Regions from separate parts of the Cricetulus griseus genome. Here region 1 is linked to region 2. Evidence: chromatin contacts called from public Hi-C data. All regions are on one chromosome and are shown on one strand. The core of a region is the stretch at or near the end of the contact, and the rest is flanking DNA. Distances in the headings are between cores, read along the strand shown.

Region 1 (5,987 bases), core at 481-2,980, 280 kb after region 2:
TCATTTGTATTATTTCATGTACCATACTGCCTTATAATCTGTGTGATACTTCTTTCTTTGTGAAACTGGGACACTTGTCAGGAGGGATGGTGAAGAGCTCTCTGCTGTCTTTGATTATCTTGGTGTTAAATAGAGACCAGTGCAGTAAAGGTGTCATTGATTTTTTTTTTCCCTAGGCTTATTTGGTAGACAACTGGTGTGAACTATCTTTATTTAGGTTTACTTTATAGTTTTCATTACAGGTATGCATGTGTGCTTTTGTAGGGGTATGTACACACGAATGCGGGTGTCCAAGAAGGCCAGGAGTGTAGGATCCTCTAGATCTGGAGTTACAGGCACTGTGAGCCACCGTAGCTGAGCTCGCATCCTCCGCAAGTTAACTGCCGGGCCATCCCTCCAGATTCCTCACGTGTGGGTTATTAACAGGTCTCTCTATCCCACATTTTCTATGACTGGCATTGTTCTAAGTGCTAATGTATTATGCATTTAACCTTCACACAGCCCCTGTAATGTGAGTACTATGATAATCCCATTTTATAGATGGTGAATTTGTGGCACCGAGAAGCTCAGTAACTTTTCTGGGATGCCATAGGAAGTTAGTGGCACACCTGTCTGTTAACTCTCAAAGTCCATTGTTTTGGAACCATTTCCAGTTCTCATAAATGGGTAAATGTGATCTGGGGCAGTCTGTTCTTCAAGACTGAGTGGAGGCAAAATTGTAATATCCTCATAGAATTAATGTATGTACAGCATTTAAAAACACGCCCACCACTAAAGCCAGCACACACAGTGAATGACTGAGAATTTATTATACACTATGAAGCTAATTGAAGCCATGTTGCCTCCTGCTGCTGATTAATCGTGTCTGGCTTCTGAAAAAGGATGATATTGGCAGATTTTTTGCTGTTTTATGAAGGATGGGACTGTGCTGTCAGTCTCTATGAAAATAAGAAAGAGGAGGTCAGAGGTGTTTTTGATAGCAACACAAAGGACCTTTATATGGTTTGGAAAGGTTGGAGGTGTTCACAGCCTGAGAACTGAGTCTTCCACCACCTTCTTGCAGTCACCTTGACCTCTCCTCCTGCCTTTTAAAGGAGCAATGAAAAAGGCTCCAGGATGAAGGAAGAACAGTTTTGAACATGTTTCAGAAACTAGGATTGTGAAAGGAAATTGAAAATTCTTAATTCTGAACCACAAGAAAAATCGTGTTCAGTGGGCCGGTGGTTCTGTGTGTGAGCCTGTGGAGCAGTTATCAGCAATCCTTTAGAAAATGCAGTGTTTGCATGTGGAGTGGGCTGCCCTCTAATTGCTGCAGCAGGCTACCACTAGGAAGAACAAAGGAAATATTTAGCACGTCGTAAATTCTTCTGCAGCCCTGTGGAGTGGCTGGAGTTCAGATTACACATTTATAACTAACATTTGAGAGCAATTTCTACTTCACTTTGAGACAGTTGTCGGAGAAGCTGCTGGGTGCTTTTCCTCCTTAGAGTAGAGAAATGCAGACCAAGTGCTCATCTGGCCTGGGACACTATGGAGCTTGGAGAGTTGCACCAGTGGAAATCATCTCCCATCTAGATTCACTTTTGAATGGGGGAAGTAGAATTCTGGAGTAGGAAGGACACACACCTCGGGCAGTGATCTGACAGCTCCCCAGCCTCTCTGAGGGCCAAGACTGAGACAGGCAAAAGAATAGGCAGGACCTAAAAATAGATTCAGCTCTCATTGCCAAAGAGAACAGGCTAGAGAGAGGGAGTAAATATCTTGCCAAGGGTATAGTGGAGCAGCCACACAGCACAGTCAGGAAAACAAAGCCATGTCAATGCAGTAGTGGCAACAAGAAGCCACTGGACAAAAGGTTGGTGGAAGCTGGACTGATCTTGAAGCTGTGTTTTGTGTGTCTTGACCTGACAGACTGGTATAGCTTTGTTTTTGGAAAAGATGCTTCAACTCTACACATTTTAGTGAACATGTTTTCTTAGCAAATGGAAACGCACTAGAGTGATTGGCCGGTAGTTTGTTATTTGTGAGTTCTCTCTGGCTTTACATCCTGTGGCTTGGCAGAGCCTTAAGAATTCTCCTGTCATTCTCCACACAGATGATTGACAAAATATGGGAACACATTATCCCCCGTGATCATAAGTTTGATGTTTCAACCAGCCTATGGTAAAAAGCTTTCTAGTGGAAGAGAAAGGCATGGTTTCTGGAGTTTGGGTGGCTAAATGCCCCATTCCCAAAATGAAAGAATTGGCATTTTCACTAGCTTGACCAAAATTTTATTTGCCTATTGGCTATAATGAGGTTTGTTTTCCCCAAACAAATTAGAAGAAATTACAAACAAATTCATATGCCCATTGAATTTAGTTAAGATGAAATATTTTTTAATAAGAAATTCCTCTAAACTTCAATGATGGAATAAATCTTACTAGGCCTATATTCCAACACCTCACTGTCCTCTCTTTGCCCCAAATTAAAGCTGAGGCTTTATTATTTAGAGTAAAGCCAGTGAGATAGGTATGGGCATAATCTGTACCTTAAATTTGGGATTATCTACCTAAATAGCTACCATGGCTAAATTAAATAAACACCTATTTACTTGTCATATTTGTTAATCTGATAGTTACAGTTCCTTTTCTAATTGATTTTGTAATTTTCCTAACTATTGGTTGTTTGACATAGAAGTTTTGGTTCTGTGGCTCATCTATATCTCATCCCACTGTAGGGAGGAATTAGCTTGTAACTCCACCACATGTATTCTGGTTGTAGAATGAAGGTTTCTCCATTTTTTTTCATTTTATTTTTGATCAGAAATGATTTTTAAAAATCAAAGACAAATTTGAAAATTAAAATGGTTTTATTATTTCATTCCTGGTCTTCAGTTCTGCAATTACAAAATGAATTTAAAGAATTGGTACTATACTGATTGACTGATTGTACTATTTGACACAAAGGAAGAGACTGCTAAATTGGGCATGGCGATGCGTTCGTGTAGACACATGCTTGTAATCCCAGCACTAAGGAAGCTGAGGCAGGAAAGCTGCCATGAGTTTGAGACCAGCCTGACCTACATGGAAAATATCATCATGTAAAGGTGATTGCCACCAAGCATGACCTGAGTTCTCTCCTGGGATCCTTTTGGTAGGAGGATACAACATCTACAAATTGCCCTCCAGTACCACATATATTCTGTATATGCTGTGCTTGTGCTCACAGGCTCTCTCTCTCTCTCTCTCTCTCTCTCTCTCTCTCTCTCTCTCTCTCTCTCCCTCTCTCCCATCTGTCTCTCAGTGTAATAAAAATGTAAAACAAGAAAAGAAAAAGACCAACCTAAAATATATGTGTACTTCAAGCATGTTTTTGAGAAATTAAAAGGAGAAAAGTATGAGATGATATAATTAGGTCAAGTAAGAGCTTGTCAAGTAATGTATTATGAATGTCTTCTGTCAGTTAATTTTCAAATGAATTAAAATCTGAGTGCCACTGAAGCTTTGTAGACAGTACCCAATGACTTGTTTATTCTAACAACTCATGCAGTTACTGCCTTGTCCTTTCGCTGGAGTGCGTCTGTGTTCTGAGATACTAATATCAGTCTAGATTGACCAGATGTCTTTGAAAAGTTTATTGAATAATTAATTATCACGCATCTAACCATACACCATACATTCTTACTGACTGACATTTTAGTGATGCAGAGAAATTCAAGTATTTAAAAATAAGTGAGAGACAGAAACAAGCCTTTTCTGAACATAATTCTAAGAACGAATCTTTCATTGTTGTGAGGCTTACAAAATTGAAGGTCTCGTGTTTTAAGAAGATAAAACAGGAATTCCTTCTTGCTGCAGAATAAATAGACTATCTCACCCATGAATAATGACTAACGTTCTTTCCCTCAAAGAAAAGGCTCCTAGGAGTTCACACCTGCAGCGATCATGAGGCTCGGGCCTCATTCCCTTGAAAGAAACTTAATAATCACTATTTGCAGGTGAAGTGTGCTTTAGTTGGATATAAAAAGTTGAGATAAACCCAGCCTTCTTTGTTTCCAGTGCTGTTATTTTCCCAGCATTCCACCCCCACCAGTCCCTGCAAAACTACTTGAGCAGCTTGACGGGCATCCAGAGGTGCTGCTGTGGATACCCTTTTTTTTCTCAGCTTAGTTTTGTGTTTATCAGAGGCTCAAAGGAAGTTCTGGAAGTCAGAAAAACAAGCTGCTGCACAACACAGATTTAAACCCGAGTAATAAGGTCGCCTTTTCACAGTTGAACCCTTCTTACTGTCATCCAGGTCTGAACAGAGCTTAGCTTTCCTCCTTTAAGGACAGACCTGAAGGATCCATGCATTAAACATAGACACCCCAGTGCAAATATAGTTGTAAAGCTGGCGTATAAATTTGTACTGTATAAAGTGTAAGGTACAAAGTATAAAGTGTAGATGATGTTCTGAGTGAAGTTCCTGCTTAGAGATCACAGGGGGATCTGTGCATCCTTTGTGGCTTAGTCTCATGTTTTCTTGGCTTCCAGGCTATTCTTAAAAAAAAGTTAAAGTGGGACTGGAGAGATGGCTAAGCAATTAATAGCGCATACTGCTCCTGCAGAGGATTTCAGTCCAGTTCCCAGCACCCACGTCAGCTGGCTCACAACCACCTGTCTCTTCAGCTTCACAGGATCTGGCAGCCCTATCCTGGACTCTGTGGAAACTGCACTCATGTGCAAACCCCCACACAATCAGACCCATACGAGCATAACTAAAAACAAATCCTTAAAAGAAAACAAAAGCAGGGCTCCATCGTTTCAAACTTTTCAAAGTCAAAATTCCCCCATTACTTGAAAGTCGCTGCAAGTGCTCCGTCTGCACTGCCTCCCTGTAAGAGGAGCTGAGCACGAATGACTACTCCCTCAAGACCCAGACTGCATTTTCTTTTCAGAGCTTTGTGACTCATTGACAGCTTCCTTCCTGAATGCTGAATGTGTATTCCTGTGATATGAAAGCTATCATTTGTCCATCAGCTCTCCTCTCGTCATGCAGTCAGTTTCCACTGGCCCAGCTCAGCTAAACTGCTTCTGTGGCGGCCCTCATGTACAGTGGGCTTAGGTGGGGAGTGTAAGTCATGTGTGCATTCTTTCTATACTTAACCTTCAGGCAGGCGTTATGGGAACACTTGTGCACGGAGTGATGATGAGGTGTTCTTACCTCCAAGGAGTCCAAAACAGATATGTATTGAGCACACACACAAAACATTCAAGGGCTATCATTCAAGGGCCATTGGAGAATGCAGAAGAGGGTGGCATGGCCTAGGCAGGAAGTGGAGGGCACTAGAGGGCAAGGCTGGCTGAGTGGAGAGAAAATTTATTCAACTCTGGGCAAATTCTTCTCAGTAGATAGGGCAGCCAAGGGTGAAGGTGGGGAGCAGGGGTAGGGTGGGTCAGTTACTCTGTCTTATTGTTTTATCCTGCATTTAGTTATGATAATCAGCCCTTCTATTTACTCAATAATGGTGCTTTTATCACTGGGATAAAAAGCATATTAACAATTCAGGCATATTTGCATTTACACCAGGCAGCAGCTATTTCATCTGATGTTTTCTTCTAGCTGTGAATTCAGCTTCACACCTCACATTGTCTTGTTTTTATGCACATTTCTCAAAAACAAATATAGGTGGCTCTTTGAATTCTGTTTTATTTATTTTTACTGAGTCCAGTTAGTGCTGCCCATGTACACACAGGTATGGGGTCATCCCCTGGTGCATAGGCAACCAACCTACCAGTGACCACATCCCCAAGTAAAAGTGATGCTTCCTTCTCCATCAGCCACCAACTGCCAATAGCTCCTCAGCCCAGGATGGGCCCCCGGAACTCCTTTCTCCTCCATGCAGGAATTTTTAACTGTTTCGACCTTGTACAGGGTTTTATGCAGGTAAGCTCATATGTGCAGTTCATATGAGTGAGTTCATACATGCAACATCCATTTCATATCCAGAAGACATTTTACAGAAC
Region 2 (5,948 bases), core at 59-2,558:
ATCAACCTTGAAACTAATTTTGGGAATCTGTTGACATAAAATTGATTCTAACAATAAAAGAGGACCCATTTTCCCATATGGAGAAGTATAGCCAGGGTGGTAGTTTGAGGTTAATGGTTTAAATACTGCCTCAAATTATATGGATAACTATAATGTGATTTAGACACTGCCTACGGAGTATTAGAACTTTTAAATCCCACACTGAATATAAACAGCACTACACTGTGTGGCAAGGTACATTGTCAGATGATGTGCACATTCTAAAGAGATCAAATAGATCTGTAACACATTTTGAACTTGCACAAACCATTGTTTGTACATTCTGATAGGGGAGAGAGAGAGTCAGAGACAGACAGAGACAGACAGACAGACAGACACACAAACACACACACACACACACACACACAGAGAGAGAGAGAGAGAGAGAGAGAGAGAGAGAGAGAGAGAGAGAGAGAGAGAGAGAGAGAGAGAGAGACTGACCGACGACCGACAGACAGACAGAGATTGTCACAGCTTTCGGTTTTACAAAGGCCTCTTGGCCACCTCTTTTGTCTATTTTTCATTGATAATAATAGAGTACTAGCAATGAAGCAAAGTAAATATCCTGCTGGAATCTTGATAGAACACTAGCTTTCACACAGAAACGCTGAGTCTTTTCATAGGGGCGCATTCAATTTCCCCCAAGTAATTCAAGGAAAGCAAAAACTCGGCCTCAGTACTTTTCAATGAGAGCCTTTAGCTAATTTGTTTTTCAGTAGGCCAATGTCCACTATGAAACTACAGCTTGAATTCTACCTAGACCCAGGGTGCTGACACAGGATGGAATCGGCCGCACGTACCTCCGACATTGTTCTTGTAGGTGTTATATAATTCCTTTACTCTTCTGTAACGGAAAGCCAACTTCCTCATCCAGTCCACTCCTCCTCTCACACCTGTTGGCAAACAAAGGTTCGCACTACTTGCAGCTGCATGGAAGCCATCAGTTGCAAAACTGTAGGTACTGCATCACCCAAAATACATTAAAAAGAAATAAAAGAAATAATTACATGTGCAAAATTCCACAGCTGAATTTCTGTAGGAAATGGAAGACTGTAAGGTATAGCTTACCTTAAGTCCTGACCGTTGTCATCTGAGGAAACATCATCTATATGAACTTGATCACATTCCTAGGAGCAAAGGAGAGAGCAGATATTACCAATTTCCCAAACAAGTTTACCCAGGGACTATGGCCACAAGATGGCAGCATGGGCCCAGCCATCCCTTCATCTAATGCTTGTGTTGGAGAAATGGTTCCAGTTCCTTTTTCAGATCCAAATTCAGAAGGATCACATAAAGCAGTCTGAAAACTTGGAATGCTTTGAAAAATAAGTTTAATCTTACAATCACTTATATGAAGAGCTCTTGAATCTTTGAGATCAGTGTAACCTCTAATCTGAAAACACACTGTGCCTTGGGTCTGAACCCATCAAGTAGTCACTATTACTTATTATTTGCCTAGTGGCAGCAAAGGGGTCTTGACCTCAGAGCATGGTGTCCTGTGAGCTTTCCAAGACTTCCTGCTTTTTTTGCTAGAGTGGGGGGGTGTTATTTTACTGAAAGTCATGGTTTTCTGATACAGAGCAAAGTTAGTAGCCGTTGAAGTTGACACCCTCTCTTCATCGGACTTAAAAAGCATTTTTAAATTTCAATGAATACAAGTAAAACAGTGAAGATTTACATACCAAATGCACTACAAATACTAAGGAAAATAAACTTAGTAAGTATGCCACTTTGGATCTGATTTCAAGTTTAGAGTTTGCTTAAAGCAAACAGTGGCTTCCACATAAGAACTGGGCTCTTTGAGGTTCTAAAGGTCCTGTTCTGTGTTTAAATGATCTGCAAAGTTCCAGTGAAACATTACATGACTTAAGGTGAAATTTGCTGGTAGGATTTAAAATGCCTAGCCCTAAGAGGAATAAATCCATGATTAAGAGTTACAAATGATTACAATTCACAATAAATCAATAAGTGTGTTTATGTGTGATGTGTGTGTATTTTGCACGAGATCGAAGCTACAGTCTTGCAAATGTTATGCAAGTGTTTTACTACTGAGTTACATCCCCAGCTTTTGTGCCTCTTATATTTCCTTTAGATTGTCTTATACCCACAGATTTTGATGCTGCATGTTAGCACTTACCATTCAAAAATCAATTAAAAAATAGTCAAGCTTGAAAATATGCAAGAAAGACTCTCCATTTCAAATTTGTTATAGACCTGGAAGTATCTGTAGCCAAACACTGAATGTCCAGCCTTCAGCCTTCACAAAGAACATATTTATCCCATTTAAGTTGACTCAGATTTCTTTTCACTTACAGAACTGGGATGGTTATGTAGCAGGTAAAGAACATGCAGCTGAGCCTGAGGACCTGAGTTTGAACTCAGGAGCCCACAAAATGGAAGGAGAGAACTGATTCTTCAAGTTGTCCTCTGCCTCCCACATGCGTGTGATATAGATAACTTCATTTGCCAAGTAAAGAAAATGGATATGAACTAAATAAACAACAAAACAAGCACAAAGCTGAGTGGCAAGCTCAGTGAATAAAATTTTGAAATGCAGCTTCAAAATGTATTTGAGAAGGAGAGATGGCTCAGCATTGAAAAGCATTTGCTGCTCTCCCAGAAAACCCAGTTTAGTTCCCAGCAATCCCAGGACAGCTGACAACACCCTCTTCTGCTGTGTGTATACACATGGCACACATACATGCATGCATGCAAAATACCCTGAAAGTGTAAACAAGAATACCTTTTAAAATTTAGGTATACATTTTTAATAGTTTATAAAGTTTATATAGATTATAAGATTCATAATTTTTTAATAAATCTCCACCTGTGTTCCTAGGTAAGAGTTATTAGAGTTATTCTAACTAGAAATCATCTGAGGGTTTTTCTGGGTGAGGTAATCTTGATACACTGATTTTTAGAGGCATATCCTGGAGGCAGAAAACAATCCAGAATTTGGGGAGTGAAAAAAACTGAATGGGGAATTTAAAAATTGGAAGGAAGGGGGATATGGAATGGGAAATATGCTCAAGATACATAACATACTTGTTTGAAAATGTCCTTATGTAACTACTCATGTGCAATGAGTAGTCAACAATAAAAATAACTCCTAGTTAAAAAGCAAAATAATTGCTTCTTAAATACATGGCAGACATCTAGACAAATGACAGTAATTGGTAGGAGTGCCACAATCGTTTTAAGTTCCTGACAAAAAGTTATATTGACATGAATTAATACCCCAGATGGTGAGGGTTGTGGGAAGATGTGGATGACATAAGTCAAGGGAAAAGAAAAAGAACAGAAAAGGAATTGAGGTTGCCTGAGCTATGGCTACTTCCCTTTTTTTTTGACAAAGAAGTAGTCGACGACAAGGATGCAGGCTACTCTGTAATGAAAGGAAACATTGCACCTCCAAAAAAAAAAAATAAAAACCTCAAATGCAAGTATAGCAAGCTGCTGCACTGAGCTTTAAAGTTATCTAAATAGTTAGCATGACAGCTGGAAAACCTGTTTCCTCTCCAGAATATGGAGGTACCGAAGGAGCTCAAGATGACCTAAGTATTTCTTCTTCAGACATGGTAATAGTTCTTTAAATAAATGTTAATGTGTATGAGTGTCTTGCCTGCATATGTATCTGGGTAATACATGTGTATCTGGTACCTGTTGAGTCCACAATAGGTGTTAGATCCTGCGGGAGTGGAGTTACAGATAGTTGTGAGCAACTGTCTAGGTACTGGGAGTCAGGTCCAGGTTGGATGGAAGAGCAGCCAGTGCTTTTAGCCACTAGCCATCTCTCTAGCTCAGACATTGTGACATTTTTGGGAGGACTTTAGATTGAAATAAATACCTGAAGCTCCTCACTCCGGTGAGCTGCCAAAATCTTTCTTCAAGTAAATAATATCATGTCTCTCTTATGTAATAAACTTACTTAAATCCCCCCAAATGGGCAGGGAGATTTTTGTGAGCTCCTCCAACCACCAGAAGTCATTCTTCAGTACATTTTGGTTCTAATTTTTTGAAAAGCTCCCTTGATGCTTCAAGTATTATGCTTACATGATTAATTTGTGCATAACTTGCCCCCAAATTCATTTTTTTTTTTTACTCCTGAGGACAACAGTATATCAAACGTATTGGACCATGAATTCTGTATTTGAAGTTAGGTTTGAGGGTCTTCCAAATCTCACTCTCTTTAAATTTATGCTTAGTAACTCTCTGTGTTGACTCTGGACAGTTGCCCAAGGATTACAGTCCAGTGAAAGAAACTTGAATTTCAATTACTTAGATTTTTAAGGGAAAAGATAAATAATTTTTCATCAACTAGTTTTCACTGTGAGGAGCCATGCAGGAGTCATTTTAACGCAAACCTACAACACTCCCCCAAACATCCAAGTGCTTTGGTTGTGAACATAGCTTAGCAAAGACCTCAAATGTTTGAAATAATTCTGGTGTTAATCATAAATGCTTTAAATTTGTCTTATAAGGTAACCACAAAGTTGTTCCTGGTCTGTTCCAGTTATAAGCCACAGGACTCCTCACTTGCTTTCATGAACCCCAACTCCCTGGTGCTTTCTCCTCTGGAAGTTATTCTAACTGAAATAACATTTTTTTGAACAGAGAGAATTCTCTTGCTGGGGTTGGGAGTGGGCAGATTGGAATGAAGTGTTGAGTAGTCAGAATCAGATTTGGATCTTTTAAGGGAGTTTGAGAAGAACAGCTGTCACTGCCCATGGTGCACCACGTATTGAAGCATTTACTGTTTCAAACTGATGCTTGGATACCACAGAAGATCCTAAGAGATTGAATCTTCAAGAAGAAAATTTCTCACAATAAGATAAGTAACGATAATGTGTAGCTGTCTTGAGCAATTGTGTGTAGCAGCAGAAGCAGGTTTGGCTTAATTCCTGTTATGGAGCCTTTGTAAGAAGTTTGCTGACAAAAAGGTTATTGACATAAATGTAATGTTCAAAATTAGCCACACAATATAGTTCCTGCCTGTAACTTATTAGTCCAGTGCTTGTTTGTGTCACTTGGCAATGCACATTTGTGTTTCCTGGGTTCATCTACCTTTGAAAACATGCACACACCATGATCAGGTCTAGCTTTTACAGAGCAAGTGGAGCACACTTCAATAGTTGAACTGTGGGTTTAAGTCAAATAGTGGTTCTGTGGAATTCTAAAACACACCCAAAAGAGAAACATCAACACCACTATTTTCTCAGTTTAATATTGTTGTTCATGACCACAGCCAGTATTTACAAAATACCTTTAACATAAAATCTTGCATAAGATGAAAAATCTAAAAGCATAATATGTAGCCATAGCTTTTTATGCAGATTGCAATATTTACTCTAAGCATGTAAATGTATTTACATGTTTGTGTTAAGATACCCTCACATTCTCATTTTAATGTTCTGCTAAAAGGTGAGGATTTTATTTAAATTCTATTTATTATTATTGCATATATCTGTGTGCATGCACTTCTGGTGTGTGTGTGTGTGTGTGTGTGTGTGTGTGTGTGTGTGTGTTGTGTGTGTGTGTGTGTGTGTGTGTGTGCCACAGTGACTTTGTGGGGCTCAAAGGACAACTTTGTGGAGTCCATTCTCTTCTGTCACAGTGAGATCTGATTGGCACGATGACCCTAATTTGCCCTATTCTATCTTATTTTTAATATGCCACCAAAAACTGCTAGGTTCATTTATTCCATGTGTTTCTATTTAAAAAAGACAAATGAAATAAACATCATAAAACTAGGTAAAACCATATACAATTTCTCTTAGTAACTTTGAAAATATTAATCGTCTTACGATTTTCAAGCTGAGATTCACCCATACTAAGAACAGGAAAAGTAACAAATAGCTAAATAGCTATTAGTGAACTGAAAATGTCAAGTTCCTTGTAAGTTCATTTGC

Evidence for each region. Hi-C and Micro-C count contacts between places; a contact is called where the count stands out from the background.
Region 1: a contact with region 2 is called in a Hi-C map of liver, with 4 times the contacts expected there. The contact joins two enhancer-like sites. A contact is called at or near these places in 3 of 8 Hi-C or Micro-C datasets (the CHO-K1 cell line, fibroblasts and liver).

Annotation. Positions count from the first base shown.
Region 1 is chr2:242,698,606-242,704,592 of CriGri-PICRH-1.0, forward strand. No RefSeq gene overlaps it. Among named protein-coding and RNA genes, the nearest start is that of Eya4, 220 kb to the left of the region's middle. Within about 2 kb of position 1,731, at least 1 of the 6 cell types and tissues checked has open chromatin away from gene starts, as enhancers often do.
Region 2 is chr2:242,423,388-242,429,335 of CriGri-PICRH-1.0, forward strand. It overlaps Eya4 (eyes absent homolog 4), which reads right to left. Exons shown (of 16, transcript XM_035439078.1): 11 at 1,108-1,166; 12 at 840-1,000. Among named protein-coding and RNA genes, the nearest start is that of Eya4, 53 kb to the right of the region's middle. Within about 2 kb of position 1,309, at least 1 of the 6 cell types and tissues checked has open chromatin away from gene starts, as enhancers often do.